Regions from separate parts of the Sus scrofa genome. Here region 1 is linked to region 2. The links are chromatin contacts, called in public Hi-C maps. All regions are on one chromosome and are shown on one strand. Each heading gives the region's core, a stretch centred on a gene start, on an enhancer-like site or on the middle of the called end of the contact. The rest is flanking DNA. Distances are from core to core; before and after follow the strand shown.

Region 1 (3,594 bases), core at 478-2,977, 43 kb before region 2:
CAGAAAACGGGTCATCAATGTCCATGCCTTCCTCCCCGTTGCGCTGCCCAAAGAAGGTGTCAAAGGGATTTCGGCCACCGAAGAACTCAGCAAACATGGCATGAGGGTCTCCATGGAATGTGTAGCTGAAAGAGGTCCCGTTAGCACCGCTGCTCCCACCACTTGGGCCACCACCCTTCAGGCCTGAAATGCAAAAGCAAAAGAAATCAGATGGCTGGCCAGGACCTTTTCTCTCTAGGAGCTTTCCTTGAGGGGAAAAAAAGAGTTGAGAGCCATCAAGGAAGAATTTTTTTTTCTTTTTTTGGCTGTCAGGAAAGAGCAAGGAGGAACTCCAAGCTTTTTCTTCCCACTTGCAGTCTCAAAAACAGAACCACCATCACCCACAGGTAGTTAGTTCACTGTGGCCTGACAGTGGAGACGGGCTCGAGCTCTAAGATGGCCATCTCTTGGGGCCACCACCTAGGTCTTCACATTTGAGTGACCCATCTTTCCTACAATGTTACAAGGAGTACAAAGAACTCAAGACAGCCAATGAAAAAGGTGTGATCCAGGGTCAGTTTTCACCAAATGTTTACTCTGAAATACTTTAGAGCTAGAGACTGTAGGGAGAGTAGAAATGAAGGTGAAACAGCAATCGGAGATTTCAAATTCTCACGCTCTGACACTAAGTGCCACCATTCTTATATATAAAAAGTCATTTCTTTCTTAAGACCAAACCGAGAAACCAATCTGAGTCATCAACAGGCAGCTGGACAACAAGAAAGCTTCTCCTCCCGCTCCCCCGCCTCCCCAAGAGAGCTATCCTGGTGAGGCCGGGCAGAGGCGGGCCCTACTGCTCCTTGCACCTTGACCACCGACTACGTGTCTGGCACGGGGCTAGGTAAGCATTTTACAGGGATTACCTCACTCCACCCTCAAAGACGCCCGGGAGGTCGCTGGGCGCTAATTGGCACTCTCATTTGCAAGCTCACTGCAAGCAGCCTGCGCCCGGCGCTCAGCCAGAGGCCTCGCCCTGCACCCTGGGCTGGCAGAGGCTCTCACCTCGCCCAGGTGAGCCCAGCGCCCGAGGGGCCGCAGCGCCATCATCAAGGCTGCGCACTCTACCCCCTCTCCTTCTGCACCCTCTCCCCCACCGACGGATCGCGGACGTGGGCGGAGACGGGCGGCCCCAGACATACTAGAAGCTTCTGGGCGAGCAGCGCGGCCAGGACTCCTCCTCCCATCGGGAGGCCGCCAATCGAGGGCGGAGGCCTGTTTGGCCAAAAGGCGGGGGCTGCTCGTCCCCCGGTCCCTTAGCGCTACCCCGGGGACGCCGCCGGGGTACCGCAGTGCCTCGATCTCTCCGCCTGTCAAACAGCGGTGGCGCACCCCCAGTTGCGCGCGCGCACACACCTTCCTCCCCGTAGCGGTCGAAGATCTCGCGCTTGCGCGGGTCGCTGAGCACGTCGTAGGCCTCGGCGATCTCCTTGAACTTCTCCTCGGCGCCGGGCTCCTTGTTCTTGTCCGGGTGGTAACGCAGCGCTTGACGGCGGTAGGCTCTCTTGATCTCCTCGTCCGAGGCACCGCGGGCCAGGCCCAGCGTCTGATAATAGTCTTTGCCCATTGCCCCCGCCTGCGGCCTGCCGCCCAGCTGTCGCCGTACCCCGGCTCCGCCACCGCCCCGTCCCGGACTCTATATACCCGTCCGGCGGAAGCTTCCAGAGCCCGCCAGCCCCCTCCAGAACCTTCCGCCCCGCCCCCCACGCGGCTCCGACCAATCGTCGCTGCCCAGGTTGCGACGCGCGACATCCGGGGCGGGGACGCGCCGCCAACGGCTGCCCGCGCGTGGCCACACCCCTTCCCGCTCCGCCCTAGGCAACGCTTCGCCGCAGCGCGGGCACTGGGCGTCTGAGGCCCCGCCCACTCTCTGAGGGAACCAATAGCGACCTTGCTTCAGTGCTTCCGGGGACCGGGCCTGCCGCGTACTCCGCCCCTGCCTGGGTCAACAGGTTAAAGTGCGGGTGCTTCGATGTTCCAGTCTTGGCTCAGTGGTTAACGAATCTGACTAGGATCCCTGTCCTCGCTCAGTGGGTTAAGGATCCAGGGATTCCGTGAGCTGTGGTGTAGGTCGCAGACGTGGTTCGGATCCCGCGTTGCTGTGGCTCTGGCGCAGGCTGGCGGCTACAGCTCCGATTGGACCCCCTAGCCTGGAAATCTCCATATGTCTCAGTGCGGCCCTAGAGGAGACAAAAAAAAAAAAAAAAAAAAAAAAAAATGCGGTGCTTCGAGTAGGGCGGGGCTGCGAAAGGCCCCGGGCTGCGAAAGGCCCCGCCCTTCCCCTAGGAGGTGCTTCCTTCCCCCATCTCGCTGGGCGGGAGAATCAGTTTACGCCAGGTGATTCAAGGCTAGTTGCCTAATCGCTCCTTGTCCCAGATACCTGCTTCCATCCGGGAATAAAAATACCCCCCTACCGGTCGTGGCGCAGCGGAATCGCATCCGACTGGGAGACATGAGGTTGTGGATTTGATCGGGTGGAGCCATGTGCCGCGGGTGGGGCCCCAAAAAGCAAAAAAAAAAACCAAAAACAAAAAAAAAAACCCCACTCACCCTCAGTGTTGGGAGCCCCAGAACTGTCCCTCTCCTCACCCATACCGACCCTGTAAAGCGAGCCAAGGACCCTGGACCAAAGCTTACCTCCCTGGAGAGGTCTCCTCAGTCTAACCCCTCAAGCCTTTTGCTTTATTACCATTTTCTCAAGAATACCTCCCACTGAAATTTGGAATTATCTTGTTCCTTGGTTTTCATGCTAAATGTCACCCCCCCCCCAGCCTTTGATCACTATCAGAGCAGGGCCTGACCTCTGTCAGTGCTGAGTCTCAGTGTCAGAACAGTCTGACTCTTCCTAAATATTCCCGGCTATGTTTTTTTATTTGTTTGGCCACAGGCGGCATATAGAAGTTCCCTGGCCAAGGACTGAACCTGCACTCCACGAGTTCCCATCGTGTAACTAGGAACCATGAGGTTGCGGATTCCATCCCTGGCCTTGCTTAATGAGTTAAGGATTTGGCATTGCAGTGAGCTTTGGTGTAGGTTGCAGAGGTGGCTTGGATCTGATGTTGCTGTAGCTGTGGTGCATGCCAGCAGCTGTAGCTCCAACTGGACCCCTAGCCTGGGAACCTCCATATGCCGAGGGTGTGGCCCTAAAAAGATAAAAAAAAAAAAAAAGCATAAAAACACTGCACTCCCGTTGCCACCAGTGCTGCGCTACAGCAACTTGGGATCCTTAACTTCTGTGCCACATGGGAACTTTCTAGTTCTGGCTTTTTTTTTTTTTAAGGGCCACAGCTGCGGCATATAGAAGTTCCCAGGCTAGGGCTTGAATTGGAGCTGCAGCCGCAGGCCTTGACACAGCCGCAGCAACACCAGATCCGTGCCATATCTGTCACCTACGTGCCACACCTCATGGCAATGCCTGGTCCTTAACCCACTAAGTGAGGCCAGGGGTTGAACCAGAATTCTCATGGATGCTAGTCGGATTTGTTACTGCTGAGCCACAATGGGAACTCCTATTCCTGGCTATTTTTAATGCACCTGCTTCTTTTTCTCTCCCCACTA
Region 2 (3,847 bases), core at 264-2,763:
TTAACCCACTGAACGGGGCCAGGGATCAAACCCGCATCCTCATGGCTACTAGTTGGGTTTGTTACCACCGAGCCACAGTGGGAACTCCTGGATGCTTCTCTTATGAAGATGCAAAAACTAGCTGAAAGGAGGTGATGGAGGCTGAGAGAGAAGGTGTGAGACAGTGGCCTAAGGGGGAGCAACAGAGAGGGCCAGGGAATGCCACATAAAAACCAGCAGCATGAAGGGTCAACTGGGGGAGCAACTGAGAGACCAGTCAGGGAAGTTGGATGTTCTTCTCCCATGACATTCAGCTACACAAGGACAGGAGACAAGAAGAGCTGGCTTTAACCAGGGTTTTGGTTAAGCACGAGAGAGGAATGGGGGTCAGGGGGGTGGCTGTGGGTGTTTGCAAAACTCATCATGGGCAAAGCTGGGTGTGAGGCTCAGTAACATGATAAGGAGGTGGGTGTACTGATGGGCTGTAGGTTCAGGGAGAGCTGAAGGGACTACCAGGAGTTCAGACACTAGAGGACTGTACCTCCCAACGTTCTTCCAAATCCAAACCTCTCAGAACCACCCCCACCCTAGAGGTTTCCCTGTCTCCAAATTGTGGCCCACCTGGTAGCCAGCGCCACCTCTGGACAAAGCAAATCTGATCGTGTCCCTCCTCTGTTTAGAAGCACTAGCTCTCCCCTCTCCTTGGTTTCCTTGTGGTCAACTCCTCCGCATCCCCCTCAGGTCTTGCTTCTAGTCACAGCCTCCGGGAAGCCCGCCTTGATACTGCTTGGTCCCCCAAGATCGGCCAGGTTCCACTGTTTCCCTCAAAGAGCTGTGAGTTCCCTTTAATCGTGCCTGCTGCATCCTCGATGCCCAACTTGGAATTTGGCCCAGGACTGGCGCTCGATATGCTTGTGATATTAATACATAAAAAAAAGTATGTGCGGTGTGAGTGAGCCCCCCCTTGTTTTCTCGATCATATCTAAAAACAGGAGTGCCGTCTGGACAGATGTACCATGAGCACATCCCTTCCGTGATAAACCCTTCCATGGCTGCCCCATTAACTCCAGGGCTAAGCCCAGCCCCGAGCGCCTCATAAACCCCGTTCTCCTACTCTCTTTTACCCCCAGAGCTTTTTACTCAAACCGTGCTCTCTGCCTGGAATGCCTTCGCACTCAGGCAGGGTCACGCGCATCCTCCGTACTCCTCCGGGCCGAGATCAGGGCTGAGTATGGACACGCCGCTTTACGCTCGAGCCCACCACTGGGGACCCCGGCGTTCAGGTCTCTAGCCCAACTCCCGCCGGCCGCGCCTGCGCATTGGGCCTCACCGCGTTCCTTGCGCTCCGGGAAGCCGTAGTCAGGCGGGAAGGTGGGCATCCGCAGGGGGTCGGGCTCCTTTGATGCATCGCCCAGGTAGCGCCGGGCCAGGTGCGCCCCCATGGCTGCTGTCACACCGCAGGTTCTTGAAGCAGCCGGGGTCACCTAGCTCCTGCCCGGAAGCATTCCCCCTTGGACAGCCACAACTTCCGGGTTGCTCGGGCCGTAGCAGGGATCATAAAGATGAACGACTCCAGAGGTCTTCAGGTGTCTTTAGCGTCACCTCGCGGTTAGGAGGAGAAGCAACGCGCGCGCTCCCCACTAGGGATGGCCAGAGAAGACCTCCCTACATCTGGAAATCCATCTAGGCCGGGGAGGGTGGAGGATACGAGTTTGGGGCCTCCTCCCCCCCTCCCAGGTAACCCCTGGTCTCTCGGAGCTAGAGCACAAATGAAAACTATTATATATATATATATATATATATATTTTTTTTTTTTTTTTTTGTCTTTTTAGGGCTGGCATTTGGAGGTTCCCAGGCTAGGGATCCAATCCGGAGCTGTAGCCGCCAGTCTACGCTACAGCCACCCATAGCAAAGCGGGATGCGAGCAGCTTCTGCGACCTACACCACAGCTCACGGCAACGCTGAATTCTTAACCCACTGAGCAAGACCAGGGATCAAGCCCGCATCCTCATGGATACTAGTCTGGTTCGTTAACCGCTGAGCCACGACGGGAACACCAATATATCATATTTTTTTTGATTAAAAAAGTTTTTATTCTAAAACATTCCAATTGTCGGTAAAAAACCTGATATGTATGTCATTGGCACATATAAAAATTATATATACCGATGGTGTATGTAATTAGCTAATATAAAAAATTTAAATACAGTTAACATATATATTTTAATTAAATTTAAGTTTGCAAATAAAAGTTATTTATAAATAAAACAATTTAAAGCTGAAATTTTAAGTCCAATTGAATAGTAAAAATAAAACAAGTGGAGTTCCCTGGTGGCCTAGAAGTTATGCTGCGAGTGCAACCAAAACAAAAACAAAAAACAAAACCAAGTTGTGATTCTGGTATTCCTGTAGTTGCCACTGTAAAGAATTGCTATACAGTATATTTGAAAGTCTAATACATTATTTAATACTGCCAAATGCTTCTTGGCTTCACTGTGTACCTGTAACATAAATCTGGAATCCTGCACAATGGAACACAAGAGAGAAGCCTTTCAATGGGTGCCTGGCAGTGCTGGGAAGTGATAGTTGGCAGTGAAAGATTAGATTTCATTTGACAAGGTGCTATGGGTTGAATTGTCCCCCCCTCCCAAATATGTTGAAGTCCTAACCTCCCCACCCCCACCCCAAAAACTGTGAATGCGATCTTATTTGAAAACAGGGTCTTGCAGTTCCCATTGTGGGTCAGCAGGTTAAGGACCTGACACAGTCTCCGTGATGATGCAGGTTCTATCCCTGGCCTTGCTCAGTGGGTTAAGGATCCAGCATTGCCACAAGCTGAAGTGTAGGTCTCAGATGTGGCTTGGATCCAGCGCTGCTGTGGCTGTGGCTGTGGCCGGCAGCTGCAGCTCCTATTTGACCAATTGCTTGGGAACTTCTATATGCCATGGGGGAAGCTGTAAAAAGAAAAAAAACAAACAAACAAAAAAACCCCCCAAAACCCTGATATCTCCATTCTACAAAGCCCAGGATACACTACTAGTGTTCTAATCCAGGACACCTGTCCTCTCAAATAGAGGGGAACCCCTTTGACCCAAGTAGAGGTCTCTGGCTTGCTTTAGAAGACCTCACATATTACAAACACAAAATAAATTTACTGAAGAACAAAGGCTGCTAGTGTCACCTGAGATCCTGTGAGTAGAGCTTGTGTAGAACAACCATAACTCTAAACATCATCACTTCTTGGTATCAATACTACTCAGGCCCCAGGGCAGTGCTTCACTTCTCTGGCTGATGCCCTCCTGTGTCTGAATTCTGTGATTCTGGTTGTGCAGCTGCCAATGCTGGAAACATGTTGTTTTGGTTTTGGATTTTTCTGGCTGCACTGGCGTCATATACAACCACAGCCATGGCAACGGCAGATCTGAGCCACATCTGTGACCTATGCCACATCTCACGGCAACACTGTATCCTTAATCTGCTGAGCAAGGCCAGGGATCAAACCCACATCCTCACAGATACTATGTGGGGTTCTTAACCAGCTGAGCCACAATGGGAACCCCTCAACATAGAATTTTTTTGTGTGTGTCTGGAGACGCAGTCTATAACACACACAAACCACACTCCTGCTCTCTCCTAAATCCACCCTGCCCTCTGTCTTCCTGTCTTGGGTAATGGCTGTTCGATTTTTTCCAGGTGGTCAGGCCCCTAATCTTTTGTTTTTGTTTTTGTTTTTTGTCTTTTCTAGGGCTGCACCCGTGGCATATGGAGATTCCCAGGCCATGGGTCCAAATGAAGCTCTAGCAGCCGGCCTACGCCATAGCCACAGCAACTCGGGATCCGAGACGAATCTGTGACCTACACCACAGC

The links. Hi-C and Micro-C count contacts between places; a contact is called where the count stands out from the background.
Region 1: a contact with region 2 is called in a Hi-C map of skeletal muscle, with 2.6 times the contacts expected there. The contact joins the promoter of DNAJB1 here to the promoter of NDUFB7 in region 2. A contact is called at or near these places in 5 of 47 Hi-C or Micro-C datasets (embryonic fibroblasts, heart right ventricle, liver and 1 more) and 2 of 2 datasets of contacts at active chromatin or transcription factors (alveolar macrophages and skeletal muscle).

The regions. Positions count from the first base shown.
Region 1 is chr2:64,759,805-64,763,398 of Sscrofa11.1, reverse strand. It overlaps DNAJB1 (DnaJ heat shock protein family (Hsp40) member B1), which reads right to left and starts at 1,727. Exons shown (of 3, transcript NM_001244430.1): 1 at 1,393-1,727; 2 at 1-183. The coding sequence starts at 1,603.
Region 2 is chr2:64,716,558-64,720,404 of Sscrofa11.1, reverse strand. NDUFB7 (NADH dehydrogenase [ubiquinone] 1 beta subcomplex subunit 7) reads right to left here and starts at 1,513. Exons shown (of 3, transcript XM_003480775.4): 1 at 1,310-1,513. The coding sequence starts at 1,421.